Regions from separate parts of the Zea mays genome. Here region 1 is linked to region 2. The links are chromatin contacts, called in public Hi-C maps. All regions are on one chromosome and are shown on one strand. The core of a region is the stretch at or near the end of the contact, and the rest is flanking DNA. Distances in the headings are between cores, read along the strand shown.

Evidence for each region. Hi-C and Micro-C count contacts between places; a contact is called where the count stands out from the background.
Region 1: a contact with region 2 is called in a Hi-C map of tassel, with 4 times the contacts expected there. The contact joins the promoter of LOC103626456 here to the promoter of LOC100193011 in region 2. A contact is called at or near these places in 9 of 25 Hi-C or Micro-C datasets (bundle sheath, ear, endosperm and 4 more).

What each region holds. Positions count from the first base shown.
Region 1 is chr5:63,254,383-63,259,458 of Zm-B73-REFERENCE-NAM-5.0, reverse strand. LOC103626456 (Receptor-like protein kinase-like) reads right to left here and starts at 1,634. Exons shown (of 12, transcript XM_020538396.3): 1 at 1,017-1,634. The coding sequence starts at 1,175.
Region 2 is chr5:63,069,550-63,074,356 of Zm-B73-REFERENCE-NAM-5.0, reverse strand. It overlaps LOC100193011 (putative DEAD-box ATP-dependent RNA helicase family protein), which reads left to right and starts at 2,504. Exons shown (of 13, transcript NM_001138179.1): 1 at 2,504-2,723; 2 at 2,834-2,966; 3 at 3,050-3,119; 4 at 4,081-4,143; 5 at 4,525-4,599. The coding sequence starts at 2,543.

The sequences.
Region 1 (5,076 bases), core at 385-2,884, 190 kb before region 2:
GTCCATTGTGTCAAAGTTTGTAGTTTGACAAACTCCTTGCACATTCAGAGCACCCTCCTAGCTGCGAATAAAAACCGGAAACTTCGTGCCTTTGGAAGAGTAAGATGGTATGATTTGTCCACTCCAAAAGTAGCACAGAACCGATAAGCGGTCAGACACAGATTCGCAATGTGGGTCGCAGGCTTGACCAGTCCAGATGGTAGACTTTTGCTGACAGCAACCTGAATGTGGATGTAGATTATAAGCCCTTCACTTATCCCGGTGAAAAAAATAGAGAATCGTCCTCCTGGAAGAGAGCTTAGAATATACTCCTCCATAAAAAAGAAGGGCCGCCAAACTTGACTTCACAATGTATGCCGAACATGCAGATTTGTGGACTGGCTTTTATGATTGGATTTACTTGTTGTACGTATGTGTGTATCTGTTCCGGCATACTTCGAGCACATGCTGATTTTGGAACAGTCGAAACGGTTGCCGAATTCCGATCAAACGGACCATTTTTGCTAGGTGATTAGTGTGAACTGTGAAGACCTTCGTACAAACTCTGCGGCGCCGCTGATGAATGAATGAAGCGGAAACAACTTCAGGCTCGCGACGACGACTAGCCTCGCGTATCCTCCCTCCCTTCACGGCTGGTCGGCGGCAGAAACGCGGCAGCGTCGCTGGCTGGAAACTGGGAGCGGACCTTTCGGTATGGTGCCACGCGCTTCGCGTATCCATTATTGGTTGGGAAATGGGAACTCTGACGACGAGGTGGTGAGTCTGATAGCCTCGCTAGCGAATCGAATCGTCAGGATTGCAGTCGGCAGCTGTGTCTCCATGGTGACCAGAAAATTTGCAGCGAAGCAGCAGCGCGGCGCCCCCGTCCAGTGAATAGCCGCGGCAGCATGCCGCATGCGTGAAGCGAGGCGGGGACTAGGACGGACGGAAGGAGCGGGGCGGAAGAGAGAGGGAGGGAGGGAGGGGCGGTAGCAGGCTAGCTAGCAGCCAGCGACTGAAGGGAGGAGGAGAGCTACCTTGTGGGAGTGGGGCGGCTTGGGCCGCGGGATGGCGAGCTCGCTGGAGTCCAAGTCGCCGGGCCCGTACCTCAAGCGGCGCGCGTCGTAGGCGGCCGCCAGCGGGCCCGGCGCCGGCGGCGCGTCCTCCGGCAACCCCCTCGAGCACACGCACCCCATGGCTGGCTTGGCTTCTCACCGGAGGCGGAGGCGGGTGAGTAGTAGCCGGCACCGGCAGGCAGATGGGCACACGCTCTGCTGGAGGCTGGAGGCTGGAGCCTGTTCCTTAGGCCTGCAACTTGCTGCTCGTGGTGGAGCCGGGCAGCTCGTCGTCGCTCCTCCTCTTCCCAGCGGCGGAGTTGGAGTTGGTGGTGCCCGGGGGTCGCGGGTTTGAATGAACTTTGAAGTCGCGGGTGGACTGGAGTGGAGTGGAACGGAACGGAGGCGGAGGCGAGGGCGAGGGAGGGGCGAGGGCGATGAGATTGACGAGCGGTCGAGCGCCCGAGCCGAGACGAAACGAAACGACGTCGGGGGCTTTGGGTCGGGGTCTGGCCGTCGGGGGCGGGAGGGATGGGTCGCTTTTTGTTCCGTGGCCTGGCCGCCTGGCGTGGCGTGTGGTGTATCCCGCACCCCCGTCCCGTCTCCTCTCTCTCTCGCCTGTCCATTTCCATCCGGCATCCATGGTCGACGGGTCGTCGTCGCCGTGGGCAACCTTTGACTCGTTCCGTCCGTTTTTTCGTCCCACGTCCGGCCTCGTCACTCTGTCGCCAATCGCCATCGTCGTCCTCGTCCGGTCGTCCCCCTCTCCACCGTCGCTCTCCTCTCCCTGCAGCACTGCACCCCGCACGCACTCCCCCTTGCCTTTTTACACCCTCCCATTTCATCTCAGCCCTTTTTCTCTACGTGACGTCGGTTGCCAACAGCTGCCTTCACTTTTAGGCTATCCGCAACCGTTACCTCTAAATTTTTTTCTCTTATATCACTTTTACCCCTATTTTTTCATCTCCCGCACCGGTTCTCTCTAAATACTCTCATATACCCTACTACAACTATAAAATATTATTTTCTATATCAACTATTAATTTTTTTATTTACTAATAATTACTCGTGGACCAACAACACGGTGTTTAGGATGATAAACACTGACACGCTAGATCTAGGGGGAGAAAAGAGGGCCGACGTGTAGGGACGCTGTAGGGAGCACCGCTACGACCATGGAGTGACCCCTACAGATCGCATGCAAGAGAAGGGGGCTACGTTACGATTAGTCTGACGAAGACATGCTCAAGATCATGTCGCGGCCGGGCTGGCCCGCTGTAGCTGCATTAGGGGCCCATGAAACTAGTTAAAATCAATAATTTTTTTAATGTCATCTAATAATATATCCAACGAGCGGTTACACAAGATATAGACCATAAAAAACACGAGTGATCTATAAAAAAACATAGATCAGCCTTCTTTTAACTTATATTTTTCTCAGTCTTTTAGTTAAAATATAATATAATATATTTTTTATTCGTTTAATATCTCATATATGATCGTATGTTCATTTTAAATATCAAAGTTTACTTCCTGCGGTAGTTGTGTCTCAGGTTCAGTTTTCTAAATTTTTGGTGAATAGGAACACGTGAGTAGATGGTTTATGGTTGACCAATTGCCCATTGGCCGTTTGCAGTTGGAGATCTTTAAAACTATCATGCACTAAACACACTCTAAAACACTCTAAATGTTAGTTTGAGAACTTTTTTTCTAAGAGATTTCTATTTTCACAAAAGAAAATGAACTAATTTCTTTGGTAAAATGAAAATCACTTACGCCACGTTTCAATCATTGGAATTGAATTCCACTCTAATAATAGTAATTTAGATAATATATCAATTAATCTAATTTTATTTTATACAAAATATATCGTATACTATTATTAGCAAGAAGTATGATCTATTTGTATACTATCTTTTTACTATTGAGTAGTGAGTCGAATAGCATCATGTAAGATACATAGTAGAAACAAATTCTACTAATACATAAAATTATTTCTCATCATACATCATATAAATTTGAAATATATTTATATCTAAACTTTGGAAAGTTATGGAGCGTTAAATTCAAGCTAAATAGGTTACTTTATTATGTGGATTTTATTTTTTTTAAATGAAGGGATCCAAACGTTAGGAAATAGGGTTCTCAAACTAATATAGAGTCGCACAACACGCGTGCTGCTAGAGCTAGACCCATGTGCGTGTCACGGAACGCATAGGATGACATGCATATGGGATGAGTATAGATAGATAGGTCACACCGGCGAGTTCTTTACACACGAGGTGGTTGCGGTTTAGTTGGGTCTCTTCGCATGATCACGTCACAGGAATCGTATCGCCAACATAAACAGGTAGATAAAATATAAAGAATATACACGTATACGTACCAAGAATTCCACAGGTGGAACACACACGAAATTGTGTGCTGCACGCGGCGGTGGCAGACGCATGCATGCAAGCGCGCTCACGCTGACCGGTTGGCCGGACTACGGGCGGAGCCAGGACCCCAAAGGCCCAGAGTGCCTGCCACTGCCTGGCTGCGCAGAGCAGAGTGCAACGACGTGTCGTCCGGCCCGTCCGCGTCCGGTGTATATCCGAGCCCAACCAACCGCGGTGTGAACCTATGGAACGTGAACGCGCGCCCACCGCCGCCGGCGGCGGCAGTACGGGCGTGAACGCGTACGCCGTGTGCGGACCGCGGCGACGACGACGAGGCAAGCTGGTCCAGCACGGCACCCGCCATCACCCCTGTTGGATTCCGTTGCGACTAAGAGGGTGTTTGGTTGCTCCTGCTAAAGTTTAGCTCGGATCACATCAAGCGTTTGACTTTTAAATAGGAGTATGAAATATAGACCCAACCAACTGGACTAGATTCGTCTCGTCTTTTAATCTTCGGCTGACAAATTAGTTTTATAATCCGACTATATTTAATACCCGGAACGGAGGTTCAAACATTCGATGGGACAGAGGCTAAATTTTAGCGGGGTGTAACCAAACACCCCCTAAGTGCGACTAAAATAAAATGATACATAATAATAATAAGTAAACAATACTCCCTTCGTTATAAAATAAAATCCGTTTTGTTCATATAATAATCAATATATTTATTATATATATATATATATTTCTAGATTTATTATAATCTATTTGAATATAGACATAAAAATCAAGAGTTAAAACGACTAATATTTTGAGACGTGGGAGTATGTTTTATATTAATCACAGTTTCATAAGATATTGGAACTAGTTTCACCGGTGATTTGATCATTGTTATACTAGATATGCCCGATGCGTTATACTCCCCTTTATCAAAATACTATTCGTTTTAGCACTTGATTTTAATGTCTATATTCAAATAGATGGTGATGAATATAGACACGTATGTAAACCACATACATCAAGTATTTATGAATCCACTAATTACCTAAAATGAATTTTAATTTGGGACGGGGGAGTAGCTTTTATTGGGTTGTGCAACCTCTCTGATTACCGTGTCTTGTGGGGTATCTGGTGGCGCACTACATGAAAGGGAAATGTGCCCTTGGGCCATTTCTATAATGTTTTGGTGATTAAGTGTCCAACACATAGTGAGTGAAATATTATGTGCCAAACAAGCAAAAGATACAAATCATGTAACAAGGTACGTTTCTAGACTTAGTACATTGTTTTGAGTAACATATTCTGTCTAGGTGCTAGAAACAGAGAAAAGAAAAGAACCAAAAGACTTGGCTCGGTGCAGCCAAATCTCTGCTCAGTCTGGCACACCGGACTGTCCGGTGCGCCAGGCCAACCTCCGGTGAACAGGCCACTCTCGGAAAAGTTTAGCGGCGTACGGCTATAATTCACCGGACTGTCCGGTGGTGCACCGGACTGTCCGGTGAGCCAACGACCGCCAGCGCAACGGTCGGTCGCGCAATCCGCGGGCGACGCGTGGCCCGCGCCAACGGTCGGCAGGGGGCACCGGACTATCCGGTGTGCACCGGACAGTGTCCGGTGCGCCAACTGCCACGGCGCTGCAACGGTCATCTACGCCAAATAAGGAA
Region 2 (4,807 bases), core at 1,255-3,754:
GAAGGATGCCAAGCCCATCAAGACACCCATGGGAACCAATGGGCATCTCGACCTCGACACGGGAGGTAAATCCGTCGATCAAAAGGTATACAGGTCGATGATAGGCTCCTTACTCTATTTATGCGCATCTCGACCGGATATTATGCTTTCCGTATGCATGTGTGCAAGATTCCAAGCCGACCCTAAGGAAGCTCACCTTACGGCCGTAAAACGAATCTTGAGATATTTAGTTTATACTCCTAAGTTTGGGCTTTGGTATCCTAAGGGATCCACATTTGATTTAATCGGTTATTCGGATGCCGATTGGGCGGGGTGTAAGATTAATAGGAAGAGCACATCATGGACTTGCCAGTTCTTGGGAAGATCCTTGGTGTCTTGGGCTTCAAAGAAGCAAAATTCCGTAGCTCTTTCTACCGCCGAAGCCGAGTACATTGCCGCAGGTAATTGTTGCACGCAACTACTTTGGATGAGGCAAACCCTTAGGGACTATGGTTACAAATTAACCAAAGTTCCTCTTCTATGTGATAATGAGAGTGCAATCCGCATGGCGGATAATCCCGTTGAGCATAGCCGCACTAAACACATAGTCATTCGGTATCATTTTTTAAGGGATCACCAACAAAAGGGAGATATCGAGATTGCATATATTAACACTAAAGATCAATTAGCCGATATCTTTACCAAGCCACTTGATGAACAAACTTTTAACAAACTTAGGCATGAGCTAAATATTCCTGATTCTAGGAACTTCTTTTAAATGTTTTGCTCACATAACTCATTCATATACCTTTGATCATATCTCTTTCATGTGCTATGACTAATGTGTTTTCAAGTGAGTTTCAAAACAAGTCATAGGTGTATTGAAAGGGCATTAGAGTCTTCGGCGAAGACAAAGGCTTCCACTCCACTCCATGACTCATCCTTCGCCGTCGCTCCGAGCAATTCTCCATCTTTGGTATAATCTTCACTCATGTTTTATTACCTTGGATGTCGGCAAGCATCATGGGGTGGGCGGGCGTCATGGGGCACTTGCGCGCATGTCACTTACCCGGGGTGGTTGAGGAGGGGAGCACTAGGAGCTCGAGGCCTCCTGCACGAGCAGCGGCGGCGGGATTCGAGGCAAGAGTGTGGGCGAGGACCGAGATCTCCGGGGCTGCTTGGAAGCCGACCTACCCAAGCGTCCTTGCTGCGCTCCGGAAAGCCTGTAGAAGACCGAGATCCGGGGCGAGGACCGAGCAGAGGGGGAGGAGGGTGGGGGATCCGCGACAATGGTAGGAATGGGAACCACTTACCCGGGGTGGTTGAGGAGGGGAGCACTGGGAGCTCGAGGCCTCCTGCACGAGCAGCGGCGGTGGGATTCGGAGTCAACCGCAAAAACCCCAAACAGCAGCGGCGGCGTCGCGGGTAGGACAGGGGGCCATGCGACGGATCTGGTTGGAGGAGGGGGCAGCGGGGAGGACGGGGCCATGCGGCGGATCTGGGGCGTCGGGCAACGCGAGACCGGGGGCGTCGGGCGGCGGCGTGCTATCGAGGGACGGGAGGAGGGCCGAGGGAGGGGAGAGTGGGAGCAAGGGGCACAATGTCGCGGGGTGGGAATGAGCGGAGCGGATGATGTCGCGGCGTGCGAGTGGCAGGCAGAACCGCTTAGCTGTGCACGCCTACACTCCTTTCTTAAGGAGTAGTAGAGATTTGAAATCCCTATAACTAATAATTAGGTAGCTTACAAATTATTAGCTAGATCAAGCCAGTTAATGAACTAATTGTTAGCTACAAGGTATGTCCTAATTAGTTAGGAGGTGTTTGAAACCTCTATAACTAATTTTAGTAACTAACTATTCATTAGGGCATGTGCTGTAATCCAATCTTCAAAAGATGACATTGTGTTATTTAGGGAGTGTTTGGTTTCTAGGGACTAATTTTTAGCCTCTCTATTTTATTATATTTTAGTGTATAAATTGTCAAATATGGAAACTAAAACTCTATTTTACTTTCTATATTTAGCAATTTATAAACTAAATTAGAATAAAATAAAGGGCCTAAAAATTAGTCTCTAGAAACAAACGTCTCTTTATTCATGTCAATATTTGTCCGGTACACGGCTTATGTTAGGGTGCGTTTGGTTGCAATGACATGATAGGACGGGATATGACGATCCCTTAAATAAGGTTGTTTGGTTTAAAGTCAAGAGTTGAGACATGACCCAGTGTTGTCCTCAGTTATCCTTTAAAATTGGAGAGACCGAGACGAGAGATGACGCTAGGGGACATCCTTGTTCTCACTGTTTCGCAATCAAATGCACCCGTGTTTTTATCTCGATAAATTACCATTTGCAGCAATTGAAACAATCGGATTTAATTCAAAGCGAACGACCCGTTACTTTTTGTTGGTAATACTGTACAAATTTTCGTCTAGTTGCGTGCTCTCGCTAGGGTTCCGCCCCGCCGGCATACCCGACCATAAACCCCGCGCCGCCCGCCAGCAACCTTCAGTCTCATTTCTCACGCGTAGCTCGGACAGGCAGCTTGAAGCTCGCGAACCAGCCATGGCGAATGGGGACGCGGCCGTGGAGGTCGGCGGGAACGGGGAGCAGGAAGCCGCGGCGCGCCAGGCGTCGACGTTCGCGGAGCTGGGTATCTGCGCGGAGCTGGTGGAGGCGTGCGACGCCATGGGGTGGAAGGAGCCCACCAGGATCCAGGCCGAGGCCATCCCCCACGCGCTCCAAGGTACTGCTATCCCACTCGGCGTCGTTCGGGGCACGCGCCGCGCGGTGCGCCCCGTGGCAGGTGCTTGCGGCTGCGGACTCTTAATTCGGCGGCCGCCCTGGTTTTCGCAGGGAAGGACCTGATCGCTCTGGCGCAGACGGGGTCCGGAAAGACGGGCGCGTTCGCGCTGCCCATCCTGCAGGAGCTGCTCAGCAACCGCCAGGCTGAACAGTCTTTCTTCGCTTGCGTGCTCTCGCCAACAAGGTCGGTTTGATTTGCCAGTCAATTACTTCGTTTAGGGGCGACGTACCAGTATCTAATTTGGAGTGTACGTGGTTGCTAATCAGAGAGCTGGCGATTCAGATCGCAGAGCAGTTTGAGGCGCTTGGATCAGCTATTGGTTTGCGTTGCTCAGTGGTAAGTGTTATCAATGCAATTGTGGAAGCGAATGTGTACATGAATTCATTTTTGTCTGTCAGCATCTGAATGTCGCAAATAGTGACACATTCATACAGTTGTACTTTATCTATGTTACTGATGCGGCAACGAGTAGTACATAGGGGAGATTGCAGGAGCAACTGGGATTGAGAACTGGAATGTAGGGGGTAGAGAGGAAGTGGCGCAGTGTTGTTGTCGCCAGCAACTATGGCAGAATCGCCGGTCGTCACCGTCTAAGGGAAACCCATCCGCTCGGGAGGTTTATTCATTCTCCAATGCCTGTTTACAGCAAGGGAAGTGCCCATATACTTGGGTGCACACCTAACAAACTTAAAACCAAACTCCTATAAGCCTCCTGATTAACTCCTTCCCTTAATCAACTAAGCCGGCCCTGCCCCTGCACTTGCCTAGTATAGTCAGGGGCTGGGCTTGGTGGACGTTGCCTGTATTGGTGCCCGGCGATTGAGTCCACAATAGTTACAGCATTCTTATTTTAATTATGCTTCTGATTTGTATGGTAGCAAATGCTCTTTTTGTCGGGGTCGGGGTGAAGTACCCATCCTTTCTGATCTTCACTTCTCTCCACTTCCACCACAGCATCACTCAGTTCTCTGCTTTAAAATCATTCTGCATTCTGCGAACATGTGACATACTTTCACTATTAGATTAGGCACATTCAGATGTCACCTGGTGATATTGTATTCCTCATGCCTATTATGTAGGGGTGACAATGGGCTTTAAATTTTACACTATAAATTTAAGGATTGGATCGGATTAGGATCGGGCCCTATTTCTATTCATTTTTTGAACGAAAATTTATTTAGGGTCCTACCATTTTGTGAAGAAGCATTTGGATCGCGATCCATTATCACCCCTAATTATGTGGCTTTGTGCCTTTGTGGATGCCTTGGTTCTAGCTGAGATTTTATTCTTTCACCAGCTTGTTGGAGGAGTGGATCGGGTGCAGCAAGTGTTATCCATCGGAAAACGTCCACATATTGTAGTGAGTGCTATACATCTGTTTTCCACATTTATTGATGTCTCTAAATTATGTCTCCAATCTGTCTTGTTTTGAAATGTGTACATTAAAATTACTTCTGAAAAGCTATGGCAATGGATTGACATTCTTATCAAATCCTGCTTCTCATTGAGCTCCTGGAGAGTCATTGCAACAAGCCTGAGAACTACATTATAAACCAGTAGCAACAACCGTACCAGCTTTGATTGTCTTTGGTTCTTCAATATTTCACTGACACTAAAATTCGTTGCTTGTTATTATTTATATTAGTGATATATTCTGTTTAAATTAATTTGATTTCACATATTGTTTTGTCTTCATCTGGAATAACCTTCTTCTCTGTAACATATGTCCTTCAAAACTTAGGTTGGAACTCCTGGCCGTCTTTTGGACCATTTGACAGAGACTAAAGGTTTTAGCCTTAAGAAAATCAAGTATTTGGTATGTATTCAGTTTTCTTATTATTAGACACATTCTACCTTTAGATTACTTAAAGTTTTCTCTGAACCCTGTTTCATCTAAATAAAAAGTCCCTGGGTGTATGTTGTGAGTTTCTCACTAGATACTTCCTCTGTTCACAAAATGATGCAATTCTAGCATAGTACTGAGTCAGAGTAAAAGCATCTTCACTTTGACCAACTTTATATAT